Regions from separate parts of the Mus musculus genome. Here regions 1 and 3 are each linked to region 2. The links are chromatin contacts, called in public Hi-C maps. All regions are on one chromosome and are shown on one strand. Each heading gives the region's core, a stretch centred on a gene start, on an enhancer-like site or on the middle of the called end of the contact. The rest is flanking DNA. Distances are from core to core; before and after follow the strand shown. Region 1 holds the start of Etfbkmt (electron transfer flavoprotein beta subunit lysine methyltransferase). Region 2 has its middle 50 kb from the start of Amn1. Region 3 holds the start of Resf1 (retroelement silencing factor 1).

The links. A called contact is a pair of places that touch in the nucleus more often than the background predicts.
Region 1: a Hi-C map of the G1E-ER4 cell line shows a contact between it and region 2, with 2.6 times the contacts expected there. The contact joins the promoter of Etfbkmt here to the enhancer-like site in region 2. A contact is called at or near these places in 1 of 39 promoter capture datasets (macrophages), 12 of 484 Hi-C or Micro-C datasets (the G1E-ER4 cell line, the HL-1 cell line, the STO cell line and 2 more), 7 of 115 datasets of contacts at active chromatin or transcription factors (embryonic stem cells, extraembryonic endoderm stem cells, fetal liver and 4 more) and 2 of 9 other capture datasets (adipose tissue and pancreatic islet).
Region 3: a contact with region 2 is called in a Hi-C map of the G1E-ER4 cell line, with 3 times the contacts expected there. The contact joins the promoter of Resf1 here to the enhancer-like site in region 2. A contact is called at or near these places in 3 of 39 promoter capture datasets (the HPC-7 cell line and liver), 6 of 484 Hi-C or Micro-C datasets (the G1E-ER4 cell line, the HL-1 cell line, bone marrow-derived macrophages and 3 more), 7 of 115 datasets of contacts at active chromatin or transcription factors (the 230-238 cell line, the SCID.adh cell line, bone marrow-derived macrophages and 3 more) and 2 of 9 other capture datasets (adipose tissue and pancreatic islet).

Annotation. Positions count from the first base shown.
Region 1 is chr6:149,138,648-149,142,780 of GRCm38.p6, reverse strand. It overlaps Etfbkmt (electron transfer flavoprotein beta subunit lysine methyltransferase), which reads right to left and starts at 1,268. Exons shown (of 5, transcript NM_001252095.1): 1 at 1,077-1,268; 2 at 66-175.
Region 2 is chr6:149,236,676-149,240,667 of GRCm38.p6, reverse strand. No RefSeq gene overlaps it. Among named protein-coding and RNA genes, the nearest start is that of Amn1, 50 kb to the right of the region's middle. Within about 2 kb of position 2,132, at least 13 of the 459 cell types and tissues checked have an H3K27ac peak or open chromatin away from gene starts, as enhancers often do. A contact at or near this core is called in the G1E-ER4 cell line, extraembryonic endoderm stem cells and trophoblast stem cells, where this site is marked.
Region 3 is chr6:149,307,433-149,311,144 of GRCm38.p6, reverse strand. It overlaps Resf1 (retroelement silencing factor 1), which reads right to left and starts at 1,731. Exons shown (of 5, transcript NM_026054.3): 1 at 1,241-1,731; 2 at 768-823.

The DNA.
Region 1 (4,133 bases), core at 19-2,518, 97 kb after region 2:
TCTCCATGGAAAAAGGAAACAATGATAAGAATTCAAGTCAGCCCTGTCTGTGTACTCGGTAATACCTGATTGAACTGGCATTACTGTCTAAAGGTTCTTGATTGGATTCAGTTTTCTCTGCCAAGAGTTTAAAAACTTCTGAGCTCAACAGGTAGCAGTGGAGAAATATCAAAACCTGAAGACAGAAGCAGACAGAATCAGATGTTGAAGAAATGCTTTTATTGGGGTAAAGAAACACACACATGCAGCAAACGCAGAGAAAAAGCCCCTCCTCGGCAAAGCAGAGGGTAGCTGAAAATAGTCCCTTCTTGAGAATTGGGGGGACGGGTTGTTTTTGATTTTGAAGTCTCTGAAGAGGTTTCCTCCCCTAATTTAGTGTGAGTCACTTTGAAGAATGAGAAAATGGTTGAAAAACTGCCCTGATCTGGCTTTGAACTTTTTGAACCAGGCCATCAGCATGGGAAGGAGAAAAAGCTACAAGGCTTTTTAAATTGCCAGGCTTTTTTTTTTTTGGTCTTGGGTCAGGTGGGTGAGGAAAAGCCAACCATCTTTAAAGTTTTCCACCTTTATTACCCATCCATGGCCCCTCTTCCTATCTGCCCACTGTAGGACTGCCTCCCTGTACTACTACTTTACAAAAAGACAGACAGACAGACCGGATGGATGGATGAACGAATAAACGAACCGAACCAACCAACTAACCAACCGCCTAGAAAGAAGGCTCGGGTATTAAGAGAGCTGCTTTTCTTCTACAGGTCCACAGATTCCAATGTCTTAGCTTCTGGAGACACATTCTGGCCTCCACAGGCGCACGTGCACACACAGATAAAGTACGTAAACAAGCAAACAGTGCAGGGCATTTCTCTAATTTCATTACTTGGGAAGCTAAGTAAGGCAGGGCTGCCTCTAACTCGAAACAGTCTAGGCTACATTGCAGCCCAGAGACTACAACCTGAGACTCTGTGCCAAGCAAACAAAAAGGTTAAACTCCAAACAATGTTGTGACCACGTTACTTTCCTCCAAAACAAAGGACAGGAGTCTACTTTAAAGGGTAGTGCAGTCCTTGTGGCCTTACCTGACTTTATTCGATCAGCAAGTGGAACTCGCCCTTCACGTGCAGGAGAAAAAAAAAAACAAGTACGGTAGGTCTCCTTTTTCGGGAGAGGAAGACTGAGCCCGTGGCTCTAACTACACAGCGTAGTGGGTACGTGAAGGCGGCGAAATTTGGAACCAATGAGACGCGGAACGCGGGGCCGCCCGGACCGAAGGGCTTACGCACCGGCTCCGCCCTCTTTCGAACTGTGTTTTGTTTTGGATGTCCCTCGGTTCCCAAGGCAACTGGGAACGCCGAAGCCCTAACCTGGCGACTCCTCAGGTCAGACCCTATAGACCTGAATGAAGCGCAATTGCACAACTCGTGTGAGCCATGTCTGCGAATTCTGATTTCTAAAACCTCTTGCTGGACTTATGCTGCTAGCACTGTATGCCAAGCATACTGTTAAGAGTATGAACCTGGAGTGGCAAGTAAAGTTTTATGACATTCAGTTGCGGTGTGTCATAATTATAAAGTCACACGTAAGACTGTTTTCAGCCTGTAGGTTCAGGATCTATTATATCCAACTTTCTAATGACTAAATTTTCCACTGGCCCCTCAACTCAAGACTTCAAAATTAACCCATTTCACCTTCATTACCGAAAATCTGCTATGATGTACAAGAAAGAAAAACATCCCAAACTAAGAAAATGGCAAACCATGTTGCTGTATCTAAATTTACAAATTGAAAAATGTTCTTCAGATGCCTGGTCAAAATCTGATTTGGGGCTTGGGGATGTAACTCAGTTATTATGAATGTTTATATAGCATGAGACCCTGGGATCCATCTCTAATTCTAGCACTTAGGAGAGGATGGTTCAAGGTCATACTCAGCAAGTTAGAAGTTAGCCTGGGATAGATGAGACACGGTCTCAAAAGGAAAGGGAAAGGGAAAAAGGGAAAGGGAAAGGGAAAAGGGAGGGAAGGAGAGGAGAAGGGAGGGGAGGGAAGGGAAGGGAAACAAAACCTGGACTCTATCTAGGTGGCTCAATGAGTAGAGGCCCACTGCCAAGCCTAACAACCTGAGTTTCTCAGGACCTACATGGTAGAAGGAAAGAAGAACTGTCCTCTGACTATCACCCCCAACACACACACACACACACACCAGAATACATACATGTAATACAAACTTTAGAAATCTGTATTTAGCGGCCAGAGAAATGCTCAGTGGTTGAACATGTATAGTGCTTGCCTAGGATCTGAGTTCTCTTCTCAGACCCATATAGGGTGGTTCACAATTCCTGTGATCCCAGCTCCAGGAGATCTGATATCTCTGGCCTACTTGGGTACTTCGTACTCATGTACGAAGACATACCCAGACACACATAATTAAAAATGAAAAATTTAAAGTTCCAGATGTAGTGACATGTGCTTCAAATCCCAGAATTTAGCCAGTATAGGTAGGTGAAGCTCTGTAAGATAAGGGCCAACCTGATCTACATAGCAAGTCCCAGACCTAGTGAGATCCTATCTCAAAAATGGGGGGTTGGGAGGGTTGGAGGAATTTTTAAAAATCGGAGACTGGCAGTGGTGGCATATGCCTTTAACCCCTCAGGAGGCAGAGGCAGGTAGATCTCTGTGAGTTCAAAGTCAGCCTGGTCTATAGTGCCAGTTCCAGAACAGTCAAGGCTAGACCAAGAAACCTTGCCTTAGACAGACAGACAGACAGACAGACAGATAGATAGATAGATAGATGATAGATAGATCTGTACTTATAACTTACCCTCTCATCCTGTCCTTTCATGATAGATATATAGTTCTACCAGAGCTAAACCTTTAGTCCAGGGCCCTGTGCTTTCCTTTTAATGATTTCCCAGCTGTTCATAACTAAAATCTCTAAGAGCCTGTAAGGAGAACACCACCATTATACCAAGTAACAGCCCCAAATGTATTATCCTTTGCCTCGAATGAATGGTATGCTCCTTTCTGATAATGGGAGGACTGTTGCATTGACCAATCATATTTTGACACAAGGGATTAAATGAGGAGGTTAACACTGATGACTAGGCCTTATCCAGGTCACCTGATTTCAGGGTCATTGAGTCAGCCTTTGCAGCCAGGTCACCTCCTGGACTCTGACCTGAAATTTAGGGTGACAGAGGAATAAAGAAGTGGGCAAGCAGCATGTAGTCAATTAAGTCAAGACAGGCAGCACACTTATGACTTGTGTGCCTCAGTTTAGATAACAGGATAGCAGCATCTTCCCTTCTTAACATTCTTTACTGGTTAACAGACAAACATGAAACATCTGAATAAGGACAGGAGTTGGGACCTGGGGCCTGGAAACAGAAACTCAATTTTGATCCTGCCAGCAAGGTGGAACGTCTTCCTGCGATGAAAACTCAGCAGCAAGTATCAGAGATTGTGTTGGTTTGACTATGCTTGGCTCAGGAAGTGGCACTATTAGGAGGTGTGACCTTGTTGAAGGAAGTATGTCACTGTGGGGCTGGGCTTTGAGACTCTCCTTCTAGCTGCCTGAAAAACAGTTCTCTGCTGGTTATCAAACTTTTAGTCAGAACTCTCAGTTCCTCCTCCAGCACCATGACTGCCTGCCTGTTGTCATGCTTCTTGCCATGACTAAACTGTAAGCCAGCCCCGGTTAAATGGTGTCCCTTATAAGAGTTACCTTGGTCATGGTGTCTCTTTATAGCCATGGAAACCTTAAGACAGAGGCTGAAAACATTCTAGGCCTAGATAAGATTGTACAGAGAGGCTAGAAGCTTCCAGGACTAGGCCTACATTAGCAGACAGTTAATAAGCCCCGGAGATGACGATTACATAAGAAGAAAAAAAGTTACACAAGCACACAAAAGCCACTTACAATTACACAAGTTGTTGTGGGGGAGATCATATAGCCCTCAGTCTGGCCCAAAGGGAAGACTATGGAGGAGCGTAGTCCAGCTGCTGACTGGTTCATAATGAGTAGCTTTCAGTCTATCTTTTTGTCAAAAAGACCAGACTAAGCCTGCAGCTGCCAAAACAAGATTAGCAGTTTGACCCGTCCAGCAGGTCCAGTTATTCTAGGGTCTTGAGGGGACC
Region 2 (3,992 bases), core at 883-3,382:
TATGGTGTGTCTCTGTGGGTATGGGTTTTTCTTTTTCTTTTCTTTTCTTTTTTCTTTTTTCTTCCTTTTTTTTTTTTTTTTTTTTGGTTTTTGGTTGGTTGGTTGGTTGTTTTTGTGTGTGTGTGTGTGTGTTGGGGGGGGGGGTGTTTTTGGTTTTTTTGAGACAGGGTTTCTCTGTGTCGTCCGGTTGTCCTGGAACTCACTCTGTAGACCAGGCTAGCCTCAAACTCAGAAATCTGTCTGCCTCTGCCGCCCAAGTTCTGGGACTAAAGGCATGTGGTGTGCCACCACTGCCCAGCGTTGGTGTGGGTTTTAATACCCTTGTCCTAGCTGCCTGGAAGTCAGCTATAAATGCTAGAGCACCAATCGGAGTGGTTCGTCATTGGTGGTCACTCAGGGGAGTTAGTTGTAATTTGTTAGTAGTTGTGCTCAAAAAGAAGAAACAAAAGGAAAGAAATTAGATTCATGGATCTCTATCTGTCTTCCCCCTATTCTTTTCCTCCTATTTAGTGATGGGGTGAAACTGGAGGGGATAGAACATAGGAAAAGAACCCACAAAGTAGCAAAGTCCAGCTATAGTAAAGCTGAGGTGAAACTGACTCTAACTGAGGTTGGTCCCATACTTGAACCAGTCTTCCTGCCTCAGCCCCTTCAATCACTGACATGTGCTACCACATTTCTCTTTTAGATAGAACATTGAAAGGACAACATAAACCCCATATGTCTCCAATTTAAGAACCAGGCTTCATTTAAAAAAGAAAGTCATAAGGTACCAGTTCCAGGAACAGACAGCAAATCCAGGAACAAGATCTTAAAACCCTCTCCCAAGTAATAACCTGGAGATAAAACAAGAATGGAAAAAGATCTTATCTCAGGATGGGTTATCTGTGCTAGGCAGCCCTATCTTATACTCTGGTTAAACATTCAAGACATAGGAATGCAGACCTATGGCACAAGCCAATCAGAATCTGACCCCTCTGATCCCCTAGCAACCCACCAATCAAAGTTTAGACTACCTAATCCTTCTAGAAATTTCCCCAAATGCCCTTTAAAAAGGCCTGCACACTTTTGTCCAGCGTCACCACTTTGAAGAACAGTTGACCCCCCAAATGCTGGTTGTTTCTGCAGAATAAATGTTCTTTGTCTTTTCATACTATCTGAGTCTGGGTCTTCCTTCGGTCTTTTTCAGACCCTTAACAGCATCTTGTGTGCAAAAATCCTTCCTTGTACTTGTTGAGCTAATGGGTTAACATCATCACCTTGTATAAATGTCCTGACCTCATTTGATGTGGCCTTATAAGGTTGAGATGCTAAAAAGCACAAGGCAGTGTGGGAGAAATATTGTCTACTTATACTTTCAGTAAAAGAAATTTGAAAGGTGTTTCATATGAAAAGTCTTTGGTGAGCCCAAACTGAGCATTTAATATTTCCAATACCAGCAGTCTGGGTAGGAGTGAAGTGCTGAGATTGAAGGATCTCAAATTTCAGATTAGTGTGAAGTGTACATACCAAGACCCTGTCTCAAACACACCAAGTGCTGGAGGTGCAGCTCAGTGGTACAGTGCTTATATACTATACACTAGGACCTGAATTTGATTCTCTATTACTAGATAAAAGGACAAAGAGAAGTGTGATATGTGTTTTGAAATCCAGTTGTGGTTCCATTTCCTTCTTCCCTCTCAGGATGTCCAGATTCTACTGTACACCAAGCTGGCAGGATGAAGCAGAGTCCAGAATGGATGGAGCTCTGCAGGATCCTGGCCCTGCTGAAAGAGAGTACCTGGGGCAAGAGGGTGGTGGGGAAAAGGTCTTCCCAGAGGATGTTAGTGTTTCAAGGATCATAATGTTTACAGCTCTTATAGACAAAGGCCATCTCCAACCATCTTCAATGAAACAGCACTCTGAGATGATCTTAGATTGTGCATATTTTTATTGGTGTGGGCTTGTATGTATACACTTTATTCGGGGTAAATCTGATATATATGGACCTTGGACAGTAGGAAGGAGTTTTCAGGGTAAATAAAAATCATTGTCTAGAGTTTTAAAATTCTGTGAATGCCTCATTTGCATGGAAAGGCATTCCGGGAATCTCAAGTGCTTCCTGAACAAGTTCTTATCAGGAGGAAGGAAGCCAAAGCTCAGTTTAATCTCACCAAAGCTATGTGACATTCCACAGGTAGAGGTATAGGGGTTTTGGGCTCCCCAGACAAAGTCAGAGAAGGAGAAACCCTGCTGGTAAAGGGAGTCCCCCATTTTGCTGCAAGCTCAGAAGGCTATCTGGACAATGGTGGAAACCTTAATTACCAAGGCTGGAAAAAGGAGAATGTGGAAAGGGAAGAATTGATTTTGTGTGTGTGTTAGCTAGGCAAACCATTTTGTTACTTAGTCTTCTGACCTATATAATGTTACTAAAACTAATTGTCTTGGGTGTGGTGTCAAACACCTATAATCTCAGCCCTGAAGAAGCAGAAGTTATGTTATTCTCAGTTACACAGTAACTGAGAATGGAAATGAGGACTTGACCACCTCAAGGTATGGTTAGGGAAAGATTTTTATCGAATATATGAGGTAGTACAGCCACAGGCATTTGAAAAAGTCCAAAACAGGGAAAGAAAGTAGTAGACTGAACAGGGCTAAGAGAGGGAAAGGGGTGGAGCATCGGGAGGGGAAGAAAAGCAGGAGGAAGAAAGGGCCAAGAGGACCAAGAGTGACTGGCCAAAATGGCTGGTTTTAATAGGAAAGAGTAACTGGAGGAAGAAAGGCAAAGCCTCTGTGTAATTTTACATTTTTTCAAAACCTATTTTTAATGATGGTTCTTAAACATTTTTATCTCCCTTGTACCCCACCACCCACCAGAGTTAGTGGAAAAGAAAGCATATGGAGGAAGATGACTTGTTTAGAAAGGTTCATCAGAGCAACTCCTATCTGTGTTTTATGGAAATTTGAAGTTCAGTTCACAGGTTAGCAGTGGCAACTCATAAAACAGCAGTCCAGTTCAGTAGAGTCAGGAGGGCAAACAAGACTCAGCAGCCATGTGGCAGGACCTAACAGAAGTGTGGCAGAACCTAGCAGAGACAGCCAGGCCTCAGTCTCGGTGCAAGTCAGCCAGAGGGACCCAGAGTAACTCCAGGAGGATCAGCAAAGACTCAAGACCCACAAGTGTTGCACAGTTAACTGTACCAACAAGCCTAGCTCAGTCCCCGTCACTGTCCCTTGAGCCTTTTTATACTCTTTCCAAATATCATAAGTCCTCCATGGGTCTTGCTTCACCATGTGTCTCGCCTCAACATGAGTCTTGTCTCAGCTGACATCACTCTGCCAATCAGCCTGAGTTTGAACACTACCAGAAGCTTTTTGATATATTTCTCTCTATGGAGTCTCAACAAATGTAGCTGGACTATACAATAAGCCAGACCAATACATGCATACTGTTAGCAAAGAATTCTTCCTCATGTGTCTTTTCATGTGCTTGCTTTAACAGAATATCCTCTCTCCTGCGTCTGCTTCAGTGAAACTTTCCTATTTATGTTGGCCTTTCACACCTGTGTCCACTTTAACGACACATTCCTTCATGTGTGCAAAACACCATCCAAATGACTTTCCAAAGAACCCTTAAGTTTCCACTTCACCTCTGGGCTGGAGAGGTTTAGGGTACTGGGCAGAGTGATAAATTCTGAAGAGCCAGGAGCAGCATAGACTATAAAACCAGTACTTGTGACACTGAAAGAGCCTGAGGCAATCATGCACTTATGCTAAGTATGCTAATAGGCACTACAGTTAGCCATTCCTGAGTTTGTCCAGGACCTGACACCTAGGAAGCAGCAGAGCCAGTCTGGGATACATAACAGCATATTTTTTAAAAAAAGTAAAATAAAGTAATAAGTAAATAATTTGGGCTAAGCGTTTCCCATCTATAATATCACCGTTTGAGAAATCAGTATAATTTATTGGAAATGTGCCAGGAAAGGGCTGGACAATGATCAAATGAAATC
Region 3 (3,712 bases), core at 482-2,981, 71 kb before region 2:
ACCCTAGAGATCACTAAGTATAAGTGCTTAAAGACATGACTCAATAGTTGTGGCCCTAAAAGTGGTCCCAGCACTAACATGTGGCTATAACTGCCTGTAACTCCAGTTCTAGAGGATCCAGGCCTTCTTCTGAGCTCTACACACCAAGCACACAAAACTACACTTACATGTGGGCAAAACACTTACGCACATAAATTAAAACAAGTTAAAAATAAATAAGAAACAGTCCCTGGTACTACATTCCCACCAAAAATAAGAGCTAGCCTCTGCCTAGGTAACTTTAATTCACCAGCTACCATAATCTTTTCCAGGGTAGCAATCTGGCTGAGTTCTATCTCGAACACTGCCAAAATTCAAAACAAAACAAAAAATGCAAAAATCATCTCTCCTCTATCTCATGAAGGCAAAAAATAAAATTGTTAAGTACCATACCAACAACATTATTTCTTAAGCTTTGCCATCAAATCTACTGTGTCCCATTGGATCTGTGACAGTTTTGTTTGGTGATAGTTTTTTGAGTCTTTCACTATGCAGTCCTAGCTAAACTGAAATTTGGTATGTAGATTAGGCTAGCCTTTAACTCAAAGATCTGTCTGACTTGGTCTCCCAAATGCAAAAATTGAAGGCAAGCACATGCTAGGCAAGTTCTGTAGGTTTAACTAGTGTTGATTCAATGATACTCTTTATTCTAAAATAAGTTAGTCCACGGTACAATGCAAATAGTCATCCAGTAGAACCAGGATAGGCTTTATAAAAGGCAAACTTACCTGTAAATACAATTTTACCTTTTAATCTCTTCCACAAGGTATTCACGCCTCTAATTCTATGAAAATCAAGAAACAAGAAAGCAAGAGTTAAGGTCTAGTACATTTCCCTTACAGTGTCATTGAGACCATACTAAGTTTACTGAATTTATTTCAATTGTGCTAAAAACAAAACTACTGAATTAGGCTACTCTCAAAATATTCCCTGCCACTAGAATTCAAGCGGGCTTCTCCAAGTCCACTACTGCCCTTTAATACCAAAGCAAAAATACTTCTTTAGTAATTTTAGTGGACTGATAAAAGAGAACCTGATGGGGGCTGAGTGGAGCAATAACTAAGACCTTAGTATATCTGAATGGTAACAAGAAACAAACTTAAGATTCCCCTTAACTGTAACACACCCAGCAGACAATTTAAATCCCCACGCAAGTTCTGTAGTTGGCCTACTGAAATGCAAGCCAGCTCACCCACTTTACCTGTTTTTCCATTTTTCTAGGAAGGCACTCTTAAGTACCACAAATGCAAACAGATTCCAAGATGCTGCGGGCCGCGGCGCTCACACAGGCCTGGGCGCTCGAAGGCGGAGCGCAAGGCAATTCCGCTGGGTCGCAGGGGGGCCAAGGAGCGGAAGACCGAGACAGAAAGAAACCGAAAAACAAAACAAAGCTCTGCTTCTCCTTCCGAAACCGGAAGGGACGCTTAGCTGCAACAAGCCCGCCTGCTTCTCGGGCCAACAACCTCAGACCGCGCCCGCCCGGCGCGCAGCGACCCCGCGGTACAGCGAGGACCCGGGCGGCGCCCCTCCGCCGGGACAGAGGTGGCGAAAACCCAGCCCCGAGCCCAGGGGGCCGAACAAAAGCCCGATCCGAAGCAGACCTGCCGCCCGGCGGGTGCTTACACGCCAATAGCAAGGGACGAGGCCTCTGCCAAGCGCAGAGCGCGCAGAGGTTTGGTGGCAGCCTTCGTTGGGGCGGGTCCAGCTGGGTCCCCACTCCGCCCCCGAGCGCTTGCACCAGGGCCGCGGTCCTAGTGCCGGGCAGGTGTGCCTTCTACAGTCTGAGGGGAGAAAAAAGCTCAGCCTTGCACCTAGAATTTATATGAGAATCACCTGAGGGTGTAAGACCCCCAGGCCTTACAATCATATTATGATGGGTCAGCAAATCAGCAGAATATTTTTAAACTCATTGGTCAGCTACCAATGTCGCGGGGGAATTCTGGCAGCAAGGTCAGAGCAATTTGTGGTTTTTCTTGGAATTTAGTGCGAGGCGGGACAGGAGAACTGTTATTATTTGTTATAGTTATTTCTCCGAGAACTGCTAATCTTGTTTTCGCAGCTTTAGACTTGGTCTGGTCATTTTGACTGCTAAAACTATATTTCTACAAGGGCTTCTGGAGTGAAACGTCAAGGGCCAGTGGAAATATATTGTTGGGGTTCAGGAATCGCCACACAAACTGAAAAGAGTGAATTGGCCTGATGGAATTGGGCTCCTGAGTGCAGGAATTTGTTCAATAAATGCTGTTTGCTGTTGCATAGTATTTGAGTCTGGGATATCATTCTTCAGAGATTCATGTTCATATACTAACAAAAGTATATGAACAGTGATCCAGTTAAGCAACTTACTGAACACTTACCCTATTAATAAACCTTCAGGACTGCAAAAAGAACTCAGAAACATAATTATATTCCTAGTCTGCTCTCAGGGTAGGCTTTTTATAGGGAAAATAACAAAACATTTAATGGGCAAGAAGGGAAGCAGTAGGCTTACTAGGCAAAGTATTATCAGCTAACTTTTAAGCTGATTGGTCCTAGGTAAGGAATGGAGGTGTAAGACCTCCGAGGCTTTACCCTGGGTGCGCAAGCCCAAAAACACAACTTGACAACAGATCGCTGCAATGGCAAGAGGTTTATTGTTCTGACACGTCGCAGGGAGGGTCAACCCCAGAGCTCAGAAAGCATAGTTCCTTTATACATTTTGTGGAGGGTTGGACAGCCATATTATGATGGGTCAGCAAAGCAGCAGTATATTTTAAAACTCATTGGTCAGCTACTAATGTTTCAGGGAATTCTGGCAAGAAGGTCAGTTTGTGTTTTTTCTCGGAATTTAGTGCGAGGTGGGGCAGGAGACTTTTTCCGAGAACTGTTATTTTTCTGAGAACTGCTAATCTTGTTTTGGCAGCTGTAGACTTGGTCGGTTCATTTTGACCCCTAAAACTATGATTTCTACAGAGGGTGGTACATGGGTGGTGAACATGAAGGACCCTAAGGGCTTTTGCCAGTCTTACACTCCCTCTCCCCACTTCTGCTTCTCCCTCCCACCTGAGGTCAAGACCAAGTCAAATTCCATTCTCCACCCACAGGAACTTTCTTGAGTAAACAATTCTCAGAAAAACCACAGAATGTACTGACTGATAGTCACCTGACCCTCTGGAAAGTCCCAGATAGAGTTCAAATGCACGTCATGATCTACCCATGCTTTCTAGCCAATAGATTTAAAGGTCAATATGGTTAGCCAATAAGTTTGAACTGTAACCTTTCTGATGTAACCTGTGCCCTTAAAAAGTATAAAAACTGCAGTAGCTGTTCAGAGTCACCTTCTAGTCACTCTCCTTGAGAGACTAATTGAAGGTCGATCCCATCGCACCAGAAAATAAACCTCTTGCTTTTTGCATCTATCTGTCTCAGTGTTGGAGTTGTCTTGAAGTAAGTATCACTGACCGAGGGTGGGGGTCTTACAAACGGGTGAAATTTGAGATAACATGAGTATTATAATCATAACTTTTTGGATTATTAGTAGCATTCTTCAATGTCAGCCACAAAAACCACAGTGAGCTCAAACTCAGGTGCACGAAGGTGCACTGCTTGGTGATCATCTCTGACAAGCCATTTTAGACATGACAATCCATATTGACCTTTGATTTAACAGGTCCTACCTAAAGTTTTGTGGAAT